Regions from separate parts of the Gossypium hirsutum genome. Here region 1 is linked to region 2. Evidence: chromatin contacts called from public Hi-C data. All regions are on one chromosome and are shown on one strand. Each heading gives the region's core, a stretch centred on a gene start, on an enhancer-like site or on the middle of the called end of the contact. The rest is flanking DNA. Distances are from core to core; before and after follow the strand shown.

Region 1 (7,542 bases), core at 2,637-5,136, 140 kb before region 2:
CTCTACTGGAAAAATGGGCATGAATGAGCGAAATAGCCTATTTGTTAAAATTGCACCATTAACTGTTTGCATTGGTGTTTATATATAAGGTATAATAACAAATTTAGTCCTCAACCTTTATTTATTTATTCAATTTGACCCCTACTCTTTTATTGGAAGTAAGACTTTTTTGAAACTAACAAGGCTAAAGGGTCAAAAAAAGCCTTAGTAACAAATTTAAAAAAAATCAATTAAGCCCTTTTAAAATTTAAAAATTAGTGAAAAAACAGAAAAATTATAAACAAAATTTATAAAAAATAAATTATAAAATTTTTGTGAAAAAATAACAATACCGAATTGATAAAGGAGTAGGGGTCAAATTGAATAAATGCATGAAGGTTGAGAGCTAAAATTGTTATTATACCTTACATATAAACACCAAATTTTGATAGAGGGGTTGGTTTGCTCACTCATCTAACATACAAGGGCTAATTTGCCTATTATTTCAGTAGAAGGGCTAAAATGTAAGCCAGTGTTATAGTACAGGGGGTTTTGTGGTACTTTTATCTGTGTGATGAATATGATGTTCTTCAATGAATTAATTCATTAAGTTACACATTTTCTCCATCGTTTTCTTTTCAGAGGCTTGAAGAGAAATTCAATGTTATTCAGGAGCAAAAAGTACAACAGCAAACAACACTCAAGGTTACTTTTTATTTGTATAGGATCAAATGATATCTTCAAGTAGAGCATATCTGAGCTAAATAGGTATTGTTGCAGGAAAAAGCAGGGACTGAATTCAAGAAACTACGACAAAGCTTTTGCTTCAAGGCAAGACCATTGCCGGATTTTTATAAAGAAAGAACACCTAAAGATCAGATTCAAAAGGTAAACAAGCTAGTTATCTCATTTTGTTCAAACATGGATTCTATATTATTCATACATAAGCTAAATTGTTTCTATCGTAGGTTCCATTGACAAAACCTGAATCACCTGGCATAGGAAGAAAATCTACTCCCTGCAAAACAAGCATTGTTGAAAGCAAAAGCTCTGTTCCTCCCCATCGGAAGTCTTCGATTAAGAACAGTTGCTTCATGCATGTCTCAGAAAAGAAAAACCGAACTTCAGCTCGTTCTCTTGCTTCACGAATTGCAATGTCTGCTCATGAGAACACATCTCCAAATATCCAGCATAAGGTTTGACTAAATTGTAGAATTTGGCATGTCCATTGTATGAATCCCACAATACTACTCAATGCCTGGAATTGGATGAAATGGAGAGGCTGTACAACAAAAGAAACTACTCCTAAAGCTTAGCAAATTCATATTAGTAGAGTACTATTTAGTTACATATTGTCAAAACTTGTTCCTTCGAACGTATTCGAATGTTGATATGAGATATGATTCTTCAAAAACCTTACTGTTAAAACAAACAGAACATATTCATAGAAGTAACACATTGAAACCAGCTATAAAATTATCAAATTTGGCATTATATCAAATGAAAATAAAGTCTACATACAGAATACAATTATTGGCATCCTTAACTTGAAACAAATTGTTCAAGGATCCAGATTAACTGGTTTTAAATAGACAACAATTTATTGTGAAGTTTGAAACTTTAAGCACCACCAGTCAGCTGAAGGTGCTTGATGTTTGTGATCTGTTTTCCTGGGTTCAGACCCTTCGGGCAAGCACGAGCACAATTCAATATAGTATGGCAACGATACAACTTAAACTCGTCATTTATGGCATCCAATCTCTCTTTTGTGTATTCGTCACGGCTATCGCTTATCCATCTGCATATGAGAGAGTATATGGTTAAGAAGCTCTTCATAAACTCAAAAGGTAATCAATTATCTTTCACATTCTCAGAGAAAAAACAATATATCATATAAGAACTAGACATAATTAAGTGGGGAAAGCATTAAAATTAATAAGCAAAAACACTAGTTAGTAAAACCTAGGTGATTGTAATCAATATCCATCAAGACCTAAAACCAAACTTGATTATAGAATTTATAAAAGCTACAAGAATTTATTGAATAAACAAGATAACCAAGCATCAATAATTGAACCTTTCCAATACTAAAGGTTTAACCATTAGCTTTTGCATATCTACAACAAAAATTCAGGAAACATTTTACTCTTTTAAGAATATTGGATTTTATGGACATATGTAAAGCTTCTCTGTTATCCGAACCCTTCATTCTCTCTTTAGTATCCAAAAATACCCTCTCGAGTACAGTAGCATAGACAGTATAAGTACTATAGAAGACCTTGTATGAGAAGTCGGGATTGCATTTTGGCCCCTATACTAAAAAAGAGAGCAAATTAGTCTCTGAGCAAACTGGTCCTTCTATTGTTAGAAATTCCATCCATTTCTAATATTAAAAATTGGTCTTTATACTTCAGCAACACAGCACATGTCATTCTCCGGTCATTTCATCAACCACGCCAGTTTTTAACAATATAAATAGATGAAATTTTTAACACCAATGACCAATTGGCTCTCTGATCTAATGCATAGGAACTAATTTGCTTATGTTTTTAGTCTGGGAAGCAAAATGCAATCTAACAACTAAAATAGGGACCTCCATGGTACTCTAACCTAAAAAGACAGCATACTAAGCGAGTATTGAGTACAACACTAATCTCAACCTAGTAGTGGACTTAGCAAAAACTTCAAACAGAAGTGACAAGATGAATAAACAAAAAACACTTGCAATGCTGATCTAACAAATCAAAACTACATTTATGGCCTAAGATTTGCTCTATACAAAACTGACAATGAACAAAATCAGAACTTCCCAATAAAGTACTAAAATTTAACTCTCAAAATTCAAATAATTAATATAAAGCTAAACTTCAAAGAATCAATCATAAAACCCTAATTTCAAAATGATTAATTAGAATAGGAATTGAAATAATCACCGTCAAAAGCTTTTACATTTCCCCTTCTTTTTCAGTTATCAACCAAATAAATCCCAAAACCGCCATTAACATAACTTCCCTTTCTGTTAATGACTGAAGATAAAGCTAGCTTTTTTAGTTTTTTTCCTAACAACCAATCAAATAAATACCAAAACCCAAACACAAGAACCATCGTTGATATAAAATTAACAAAGGAAACCCAAAAAATTCATTATTTTGATTACCTGTTAGCGTGAAGCAAAGCAGCAGGACCCAAATAAGATTCAGGATTCCACCAATAACTAGGACAGCTGGTACTGCAACAAGCACACAAGATACACTCATACATCCCATCTAACTTGGCTCTGTCCTTTTTAGATTGCGGAATCTCTTTCCCCGCCGTCGGTGGCGGATTCTTCCTCTTCAACCAAGGCTCAATGCTCTTATATTGATTATAAAAATTAGTCATATCAACCACCAAATCTTTTATCACAAACATATGCGGCAACGGCGTGATCGTCGTTTCCGACGGTCCAGATTCGATCTTGGTAAGACATGCTAACCCGTTACAACCGTTGATGTTCATTGCACAAGAGCCACAAATCCCTTCACGGCAGGAACGACGGAAGGTGAGCGATGGATCCATCTCGTTCTTGATCTTGATCAAGGCATCAAGCACCATGGGTCCGCATTCTTTTAAGTCGATTTTGAAGTCTTGAAGTTGGGGTTTCGTAGGATTATCTGGGTTCCATCGATAGATTTGGAAGGTTTTCATGCTGGTGCCGCCGCTGCCGGAGGAGGCTTTCGGTTCCACCTTTTGAGCTTCCGTTTCGGTGGCGTAAGGACGGTCCAACACCAGCCGCGACGCTGGAGCCACTGTCGATGACCGCAAACGTGACGTCATGTTCATCGCTCCACGGATCAAATTGGTCGCCATTGTTTCGGGAAAAGGAAAAGTGCAGTGGCAGGCAGTTGAATAATGAATAAATAAATTATGGGAAAAGTGCCGTGGATTGGATAGACTTTTTAAAGTCGGTTTGGTGACGTGGATGAATGTGGGCCGTAGGTTAGGGGTTCACGTGGATTTGTCGTGGAGCATACATTTCTTTCTATTATTTTCTAGGGCGTGTGCTTAGCATGGCGGCAAATCATATTTATACACGCGGCCGATTATTATTGGATAATAATGTTTTTGGAAACTATGAGATATTTGGGCTTAAGATTTTGGGTTTTTTTGGGTAAAACAAAGGGAAAAAAAGATATTACATTTGATGATGATGAGAGTTTGGGCTGAAGTTTTGGGCCCAAAGATTGTAATAAACTTAATGGACTATTTGAGGCTTGAATTTAACAATTGTTCTTGTATTAAGATTTAAATTACTTTTTGATCCAAGTTAGTATTTGAATTTGCCAATTGTTTTTATATTGGGTCTAAATTTTTTTTGCCTAAGTTAATTATTGAACTAGACAATTGTTTCTGCATAGATCCGAGTTTGGATAAAAACAGTTTAATCCCCAATGTAGGAACAATTATCTAGTTCAAGGGAAAACTTGAAAAAAAAGGGGTTCTATGAAAATATTTACTAAGTTCAAGATCCAAATAATGCATTAATCCTAAACATAAAAACACTCCAAAATTTTGGTTTTTGGGTTTGGATGATTTTGAATTCGACTTCTTCAAAATTCTGGGTTTGGATAGTGAAATTGGTTCTAGTGAGATTAAAGACAACTATATCAATGAGATCAATTATTGTAGCGGTGAGATTAGTGATCGTAGCAATAAGATTAAAATCAATGGTGAGATTTATTTTTGGATAAAAAATAATGATGCCAATAAAATAAATTATAATGAGCAAACAAAATGTTTTTTGGACATTAAATTAAATTTATGTAAAATTGTCTTACTATATGCAATTCATTACAATTAATAATATTTATAAGTATGTTTATTTATATGTTCAAGTAATGTAAATAAAAATATTAAATATTGTTAAGAGGGGTCAACTCCTTTGGAGAAGTCTTCGAATTCGAAGTGTCGTTTGTCGAAATCTTTTTTGAAATCGACTTTTATTTTTAAAAAGAGCTAAATGGAGTCACCACCAATCCCTTTTATTTAGGTGTCATCGGATCACCTCAAAGTTTTAATACATTACTAAAATTTTTAAATTATTTTTGGTATACAAAAATCTGAAAAAAACGGTTCGGGAGTCAGTTACGTATGAGGAAGAATTAGCACCCTCATAACGCCCAAAGTTGGTACCAAAATGATTACTTGGTGTCTTAGTGTTGAAAATTCAAAAATTTAAATAGGATCCCTCTTTGCATGATTTTTTAATTAAATCACTTAGTTAAGCCAAAACTTATATAAGAAACCTTTTTATTTCGAGATAACCAAAATGAAAAGGTCGTGTCCCGTAAGTTAGGACACGACATCCCGAATTCTCGAAAATAAAATTGCTCCTTATTTAATTATTGTTTAAATATCATGTGTTTTTAGTTTTAAAAGGATGTTCAGTTATTTAGGTTCAAAGAGAAAATCAAACCCCGTAAGTTAGGGTATGATTTCTCGAATTTCTAAATAAGAATGTTGCATTAGTTTTGAAATTCCCCTTTTTATGCATCGAATAAAAATTAATGTAACACTTAAAATGATGAATATTTAGTTTATTCGGGCATAGTATGAAACGGGCAAATATATTTAAACACAATGTATGATATAGTGATAATGAAATAATATAAAATGGCTATATGGGTAGAATATTAGAATGATAAATAATAGATAAATAAGGGAATATTATAATAACAATAATGTAATAATATTATTATTATTAATCATATCATAATAATAAAATAGATAAGGTAACTTAAAATAAAATAAAAATGGAACATGTATGATTAAAAAGATAAATAGACATGACATGAAAGTGCCAAAAATAATAAAAGAAATAATAAAATAACAAGAACAAAAAAGGAAAATAATAATAAATTGAAAAAAAGCACAAATAAAAGAATGTATACAATCTAATTTTTAAGTATATATATAAAAAATAAGTAAGTAAGTAAATAAATAAATAATAATAGAAACAGTTTGCAAAAAGGTTGAAGTTAAATAAGCAAAGGATTAAATTGAAATTTAAATGAAATTAGGGGTATACATTGTAAATAATAAAAAATAAACTCATAAAATGGAATAAAGGACCAAATGAAATGCGCGAAAAGAAATAGGGACTAAATGAGAAATTATCCCAAAACTCCAGGACACGCGTCATTCCCCAAGGGGTCAGCATACGAAGGACTAAATCAAAACAAATTAAAATTAAATCGTGTAACACCCCTAACCTGTATCCGTCACCGGAACAAGGCTATGGAGCATTACCGGAATAAACAAATCAAATACAGAAATTTCATATTATTTAACATTCATATAAGATATTATTCATAAAGTCCCTTATATGAGCCATCGGAGCCCAAAACATACATTAGAAACAAGTCGAGACTAAACCGGGTACTCAGAGAATTTTTCGCGAAATTTTAAAATTTTTCCTAGGTGAAGGGTGCACACGCTCGTCTGGTCAGGCCGTGTGGCTCACATGGCCAATAGACACGCCCGTGTTACAAGCCGTGAAGGCATTTGAAATAGGGCACACAGCCGTGTCCCAGCCCGTGTTAGTACCCGTGTAACTCTCTGACTTGGGTCACACGGCCAAGTCACACACCCGTGTGCCAGGCCGTGTGAGAAATTCTAAGCATTCTGTTTTGAAATTTTTAAAAAACAGGGGACACACGGCCAAGACACACGTCCATGTGCTAGGCCGTGTGTCACACACGGCTGAGACACACGCCCGTGTCTCTACCAGTGTGGACGAACTAAGACTATTTCTAAGCCATATTTCTCACCGATTTGGTCTTCCACCTACATTAACATTTTTAACACATTCAATAACCAATCCAAGACATTTAAACTAAACCACAACCAAGTCATATACCTCATTTCTCAACATTCAAATTTACCATATTAATCAAAACATTTATTTGCTTACTTATACCAACTATACTATCTCATCTCATACATCAATATGCCTATAACTTATCCATCACTCAACCACATCAAACACAACAAACATGAAGAAGCCACACAAAATATATACATAACAAAAGTATGTCCAACTCAAGCCATTCCAATGGCTATTTATAACCAAAACACATATTTGTCATCAAAAACCCATTTGCACCTATACATGCCATTATACCAAAATATAATTCTTTATATATATATATACCGAAATAAGCCGAAGGATAGTGTGATGTTGCTCCGACCAGCTTCCAACCACTTCGAGCTTCCGAATTACTATAAAACAAGAAAAATAATACAGGGTAGGCATATTATGCTTAGTAAGTTTGTATAACGGGAAATTAACTTACCATTCATTTATATTTAAAGTAAGCATGCAAAATTCATCCAAAGAAATTTGGCAGTTTGCCTAAACACATATAATCTCAAGAAACATGTTAGTTATGTAATTCATGTGAATATCAAGAAAAAATGAGCTCATCATGTAACAAAGTTTCATGTACATATGTTTTCCACATCATATATTCATATAACATATACATTTCCATAATATTTTATTTCAAATTTTGATTATCCCAT
Region 2 (7,316 bases), core at 3,491-5,990:
TATGTGACATACCACATGTACTTTATGCTGACGTGCAAGAATTAATTTTTAACCGTAGAAATGGATAAAATTTTTAATAGAACGACCAACTTATTCTTTGACTTAATTTACTCTTTTTTAATAAAGAGGACAAAGTATTTCACAATACTTTTATAACTGTTATTGACGATAGCTACTTGAAAATTGTTGTTTGTGGCAGGTTAGGGAAAGGTGCAAGAAAGAATGGAGCATGTTCCAAAATAGGATGACTGATGCAGAGAAAGCATACTATGAATCAATGGGGATTAGTACTACCGATATCACTTATGGGATGGACCCTTCTGATTTTAGGAGATAGACATAAATTCTAGTCTAATGTGTAATTCTATAAATGTATTTTGATTTTGTGCAATTTTATACATGAAATTTTAATTTGATTCAATTCTCATAAATTATTAATACAATTATTGATATAGCATAATTTTATGTTATATTGCATACACATATAATTATATTTATTCAATATAAAAATAAATTGATATATTTATTTCTTTAGATGTGTATGAATGAACTAAAATTAAAGTGTCATGTATACATTTGAACCACAATCAAAGTTTCATGTAATTGCACCAAATTAAAGTTATGTATTAAATTAAAATTCATGTATAATTTTGAGATTTATCCCATTTGTTTTTCTTAAGTATCCCTATTTGATAAATATTCGTGTCTATCTCTCATGGGTCGAGTCAGGTTAGGTTCAAACCAGCTCTAAGTATGATATTAACATACTTTATGCTTATTTAAATTCGATCATATTTGTAAAAGATTAATCCAAATCTATTTTAAGCCCGCTCATATTATTTTTTCATTTTTTTTAAAAATGTTTATATTATATTATTTTTATATTTAATAATTTTATAATATAAGTTTATTTTTTTTAATATGTTCTAAATTACATAATATATAAAAATAACATAATATAAAATATTATAAACTTAAAATGAGTCAGGCTGAGTTAAACTCAGACCTTTAATGTTTAAATCCGAGCTCAATTCATATTTTTGATCGAGCTTGAACGAATAGTACAGCACATAAATAAATAGGTCTGTATGCGGTATATATTTCTTATACTCGTAAGTCGTACCCAAGCCCAAGTAACATAGATATCCAGAAAACGTCTATAGAAACCGAATGAACAAAGACGACTCCATCCAATTCTACAGCTACACATGCTATGTACAAACTATAAACCAGGCAAATCCATGTTCCATCAGTCTTCTTCCTCTTCATCTTCGGGAAGCCCCGTATCATCTCCGATACCTTCAAGCAGTTTATCAACATCTTCACCTAGTTCCCATAACCCTGCACTTAGTCTTTCCACCTTGCTCTGTTCTTGACCGAGGCACACGAGTAAATCGTTTAGCTCTGCTTCGCTTTCCTTCTGGGCTTCTTCTCGAGCTTTGGTCCTTACTGCCTCGATATCAGGGGATGTTAATGTCCTGCCAATCTCTAAGGCTTCCACTTGTTTTTCGAGGTGGTGATTGCTCTGCTCAAGACTATTGTAAGCATCTGAAAGACTCTTAAGATCAGACTCCAGCTTCCCGGCCAAATTCTGGTATGTCGATGCCTCCGATTCAAATTTAGCTTTCTCTGCCTTGTGCATCTCTACCCGTTGTGATGCCTCCAGAAGATCTCTACGAAGTATCTCTACTTGGACCCGGTCTGAGCCGCTGCCCGCCTTTAGCTCAGGTTGAGAATTCCCACTCCCACCTGCCCTTGCCAAATTCTCAGCCAAAGTGGCATTTCGGCCAAGAAGTTTCTAGGAATGAAAAGCACATGGAAAGCAGAAGATGAGACAGGTGAAAACTAATTAACACGAGTGTTGGAGATAGATATCATCCTCAGCAACATCTTCAATCTCTAACGTACTAGCAGCAGCGGATCTAGTCAGCGGTTTATGGGACTCAGCTGACTTTGCCGATGAGAAAAGGGAGCTTCTCTGCATCTTATCGAACTTTAGAAAGTATGATGCAAGACCAATTTTCTGGCTTATGGCATCAGCTACGGTAATAGCATCCTTTCCGCTTTCACTAGATTTATTGTAAATCACACATTCTCCCAAGATAAATGCAGCCAACCCCATAACACACACGGTTGATGATGTATTTGAAACTAACTCAAGCAAATACGTTAAGTGGGGACGTGAATTTAAGAAGCATTGCACTGCACTTGGGCAATCTGCTAGCCAAGTGACGAGCAGTTTCAACATAACTGGTTGAACATACGAGAAACCTGGCTTCCCATCTTTATCGGAAGAGGCAACAGCCAAGTACCTAACGATACGGTGCAATAGTAGCTCTGGAGCCCCGAAGGATGGAGTTGGGGCTTCAAGTTCAATTTGTAGGACCTGCACAATCTCCATCAAAATCAGATTAGAGAAAAATCGAGGCATGTAGTTAGCAGTTTTCTCTATATGCAAGTGTAAAAGAGAAACAAAATGTCACAGCATACCCTTTCTTTGCACCAAGAATTGTCCTTGAGAATGTAAGTAAGAACACTAGCAGCCCCGCAACAAGTCTGTACTTTAAGATATCAGAGCTAGATAATTCTCAGGCAGTATTCGCCATTAAGAATGAAGAAAATCTAATACCATACATGATGGATATCGATATTTATAAAAAAAGCTTCAGGTAATATCATGAGATGGTCCAAATTTATGATCTCTGTATCGTTCGTTTTCACTAAGTTAACGATGCGGAATGGAGACATGAGACCATTACGTTACCTCAAGATCACCGTTGCTTTCACTCAATGCAAGACCATGTAATAGCATGCTGCCATACATACAACATAATTAAATAATTTCATCGATGGACCAAGCCAACAGTAAAGCTTTAAGATTTAACTGGCTCCATAGGATCAATACATTTTCTAGCAGATGGTCCAACAACTTTTTCTACAATCAAGAAAACCAGAAACAAGATAATCTATCAGTTAAACAGATAGCTCTTAGGCATTTAATTGAAGCAGAAATGATTCCTAATGAACCTGAACTAGGACCGTTTTACTGGTGATCTTGTTCAAGTCTTTTTAAGGATCAGCTTCTGAACCTCCCATCATCAACAAATTAACAGTCTCCAATGCACTGATTATTTTAGTTGTCTACTGGCATGTTGTTTGTTTCATGAAGAACAGCAAATGACCTGTTAGCTTGTGACATCATGGAGAAAAAACAGAAGCCACATAAAGCTATAAACAATTGAATATCTAACCTTCTGTTGACTGAAACTGTAAGCACTTCCTCTTAGTTTCAAGAGTGATATTAATGGGTCAAAGCCCACAGTCTCCCTTAGTACTACCTAAAACCCACTTAAAATCAGCAGCAGATAAACCCTCACAAAAGAGATTGGTAACGATGAAAATAAAACATGGAGTAAACCCGATTTGATGCATTACTATGAAGAAGATTGTTCACCAGCTTGAGACAGTCCTGTTCAAGAACAATATAAGCATCACATTCTTTCATTTATAGATTGCTCCAACATATCATAGCAAATTAGGATACACAGCATGCGTGAATTAGCTACACAAGCTGCCAAAAAAAATAAAAAAAAGAGTGGTATAACAGCAAACCAGCCAGTATAAATTCACTTAACTCGAAAAAATTAAATGAAATAAATCACCTGCACAACAACACCCCCTTCAGAACCTCCTTCCTCCTTAATAATACCAAAAATCTTTTCAAATGCACCTTCGAAGACTACAATCAAATATATTAAGCAAGGTTCAGGTGCAGCAATCAAATATTGAACGGCTGAATACAGGGAGATTAAACAAACCAAAAGTTCACCTCTGCCTCACGAGTCAAGTAAGGAGCTCTCTGATACAAAGAACTCTAACCAGCAAACTTAGTAGAAGAGCAATGCTCTCTGATTCTTGGGAAAGTAAATCAGTATTCATTAAAGCTGGCTGAACCTCGTTCGTAGGCCCTTTTGCATGATCAATTGGTGTCAAAGCACTAACAAGAGTTTCAAGGGCCCCAACGAACCTGCATGAAGGGAATGAATGGTGATCAATCTTTTTTCCATTTTCAGGAAATTCTGGATCAAAAAGGTTACATTGTGGGATAAAGGTAAACAAGAATATTTGGTTTATGAAGAAAACAAAACTGCAATATTATTTGCCAAGAACAATCACCAGAAACTTCTTTGGTCGTGAATAGGGACTAGGGAGGTAACCCGGAAATAACAAGTTAGAAGCATAAACACAGATCATAGAGCTAGATCATCCCACTCTCAGGCTAATCACTGAACCCTTTAATCCTTCACTAATAAATCTAATACATCTGAGAACTACAAATTCCTCCTTGAAGACCATTTGAATATAGTTTTCCAAAAAAGCCACGAAAATATTCTTGATTGACAGCAAACTGCTGAATCAAAGTTCTCCAGAGGTAGCACAAGCACTAGTGAGAAACAGTATACAAGAAACAACAAGAGGAACAAATAGAATAAACATTGCATCACAAACCATTTCAACATCATCACGTTCATCCTATAAGACACCCATGCGTACGGGAAAGCCTGCAAAAATGGAATTGCTAACCTTACTGAACAAATAGACACATACTGTTCAAAAACTGGAGATGATCCAAGTATAGTGAAAAAAGAGAATGAAATCGGATCTGCGTTTCATGTGGACCTTGATCGTCGTTTTGTCAAGTGATGTTCCGATTATCAAAAAGGGAAGGCTTTGAGCGAAGGAAAAAAATACAAATATAATAGAATAAGACGGTGCCGTATTACTGGTCTTTTGGGCCCACCAAAGTCTTTTCATAAAAGTTGAAATCGAGTAATATTGTTAAACTTTATCGTTTTATATAATTAATGCTTAATATAACATTTGGTATTGTAACTTTGCACTTTTTTTTAATTTGGTACCTAAACATTTTTAGCTCAATTTGGTACCTGAACTTGACACTTTTTTCTAGTTTGGTACCAGATTTATTAAATGTTATACAAACTAAGCAAAACACTAACAATGTTTTTTTTTATTACGCTACAAAAATACTATTAGTGTTAAGGAAATTTATGTAAAAAATAAGTATGGAGCTATTCTTAACAAATTAATATTAAATAAGAAAAAGAGTTTTAAAAACTCAAATTAAAAGAAATTAATTATTTTCAATTAATTAAATAATTAATTAAACAAATAGAATTAAAAGTAATTGAACATGTAAAATACAAAAAAAATCATATCATCTACCACATGTCAGTCATACATTGATTATTTTTACTACCTCATAAAAAAATAACATTGTTAGTATATTAGAGTAATTTGTAAAACGTTTGACAAGTTCAAGTACAAAATCAAACAAAAAAAGATTAGGTACCAAATTAGGAGAAAGATTTAAATTTAGGTACCAAATTGGACCCCAAAAAAGATTTAAGTACCAACTTAATAAAAAGTGTAAAGTTTAGGTATCAAATTAGGGGGAAAATGTCAAATTTAGGTACCAAATTGGACCCATAAAAAATTAAGTACCAAATTAAGAAAACAAAATCAAGTTTAAGTACCAAATGTTATATTAAGCCAATTTAAAAACAATAGTTGGCAAAATTAATTAAAAAAATTATGTGTTTATCGATGATTAGTTTAAATTCTCAATTTTTGTGAAATATAAAAACTATAAATTAAAGTAAAAATAAATATATAATATATTTTAATTGATCAAAATTCTCAATTTGGGTTCTATTATATTAGAAAAAGTAATTGCTTTCTTAATAATTCTTTTTCATTTTTATTAAAAACTTCATTCATTTGTATTATTAAAATCTGACGTAATTAACAGAACAATAAGTGGTCGTATTAATATATAAAGACCAGTTTTTAATAGTAAAAATAGATTAACTGATATTTTCTTTATGAAATAATAATATTTAAAACAAAATGAAAAATGGAAGCAACCCCTACCACCAAAAGTTCTTTGATCCATTAATTTAAAAGTAATGTGCAAATTTAACAATTATGAACTAAATTAATCTGATTAATTTTAACAATTATTTTTTCACTTTTTCTTTCTAATATCTAAGCAATTTATGCTAATTTTACTTTATTTAACTTCCCTAAAATTTTAATTTTGTGATAATAATACCCTTTGAAATACAAAATTGTGTCTTCAAAGGGGATCAATAACACTGGTTAAAGCAGAAGAAGAAACCTTTTCGCCTATCCTCTCCGTCCACGGTTTTCGGGGTTTCCACTACATCATCTCTAGCAGCCATCAACGAGCTTGTTCCCGGGGATTCCGGCGGGAACACAACGTTCTCGGATGTTGTTCTTTTCGGAGGCATCATTACCAGCTCAGGTGGTGAAACCGTCGAGAGATAGTGTAATAGCATTTGTATGATTTGAGTGAAATTGGGTCGAGCATTCGGATCCTCTTGCCAACATGAAGTCACGATCGCTGCTAAATCTTCCGGAAGGTCTTCAGCACTAGGCCGAACATTCTGAAAATAACAAAGTTAAAACTCGAGAAACCATCCCCATCTTAGTTTATCGGTACAAAAACAAGGCTATGTGTTATTCATTTTACCTTAAAAGCGGCTGCATATGCGGCTTGTAAATTCGACATGCCCTCGAATGGTAACTTGTTATGGATGAGTTCCCATAACACGATAGCAAAGCTGTACGCGTCTACTTTATGATTGTAATGCTTTTTCTCTCCCTGCCTTAGCGTGACCGTGCTATAAAGCTGTTCCGTATGTAAAGGTTAAGCATCACAAATGTAAAAGAAAACCCAAAGTTCATACAGAAAGAAACATCAGTTTTAAGTTTACCTCTGGAGCCATCCAACGATACGTCCCGGTTTCAGCAGTCATCATTTCGGTTAATGACTCTTCCCTGGCTAAACCGAAATCCGCGAGTTTAACTGTTTTATGGTCTTCGGTCAATATCAGGTTCTCTACAATAGGACAGAATTTATTGGGATCACGCAAGCGTATTAAAGTCGACAACACAATATCTCATGGACTCAGCTTGTCCTCCTAAATTACAGTATTCGTATTTTTTGGCCAGTTTAAAAAGGGAAATTTTCATTAGGTAAGGATGAAAAATCATTATAAAATCGATTCTTCTCTGTTAGTCAAGAGTTTCCACGAGATATGCTATACGGTATGAAACTAATGATCCATCAAGTAGCAAATACATAGAAGCAACCAAATTTTTGGTAAAAGAACCATAGGAGGCCTTTGTACCAGGAGTCATATTGCATTTTGTCACTTCTACCTAAAAATGGGCAAATTGTTCCCAGCACGTTAGATCAAAAAGTAATTTGG

The links. Hi-C and Micro-C count contacts between places; a contact is called where the count stands out from the background.
Region 1: a Hi-C map of seedling shows a contact between it and region 2, with 1.9 times the contacts expected there. The contact joins the promoter of LOC107926498 here to the promoter of LOC107926526 in region 2. A contact is called at or near these places in 2 of 34 Hi-C or Micro-C datasets (hypocotyl and seedling).

Annotation. Positions count from the first base shown.
Region 1 is chrD07:58,310,390-58,317,931 of Gossypium_hirsutum_v2.1, reverse strand. LOC107926498 (succinate dehydrogenase [ubiquinone] iron-sulfur subunit 2, mitochondrial) reads right to left here and starts at 3,886. Exons shown (of 2, transcript XM_016857361.2): 1 at 3,137-3,886; 2 at 1,449-1,777. The coding sequence starts at 3,828. The coding sequence ends at 1,600. LOC107926497 (protein WVD2-like 7) reads left to right here. Exons shown (of 9, transcript XM_016857360.2): 7 at 622-684; 8 at 760-867; 9 at 948-1,393. The coding sequence ends at 1,181.
Region 2 is chrD07:58,175,715-58,183,030 of Gossypium_hirsutum_v2.1, reverse strand. LOC107926526 (golgin candidate 6) reads right to left here and starts at 4,740. Exons shown (of 8, transcript XM_041098046.1): 1 at 4,609-4,740; 2 at 3,830-4,027; 3 at 3,663-3,739; 4 at 3,252-3,469; 5 at 3,028-3,144; 6 at 2,765-2,935; 7 at 2,491-2,556; 8 at 944-2,386. The coding sequence starts at 2,824. The coding sequence ends at 1,850. It overlaps LOC107926574 (serine/threonine-protein kinase STY13), which reads right to left. Exons shown (of 6, transcript XM_016857464.2): 4 at 6,819-6,943; 5 at 6,575-6,733; 6 at 5,950-6,488. The coding sequence ends at 6,168. LOC107926403 reads left to right here. Exons shown (of 14, transcript XM_016857253.2): 14 at 200-431. The coding sequence ends at 337.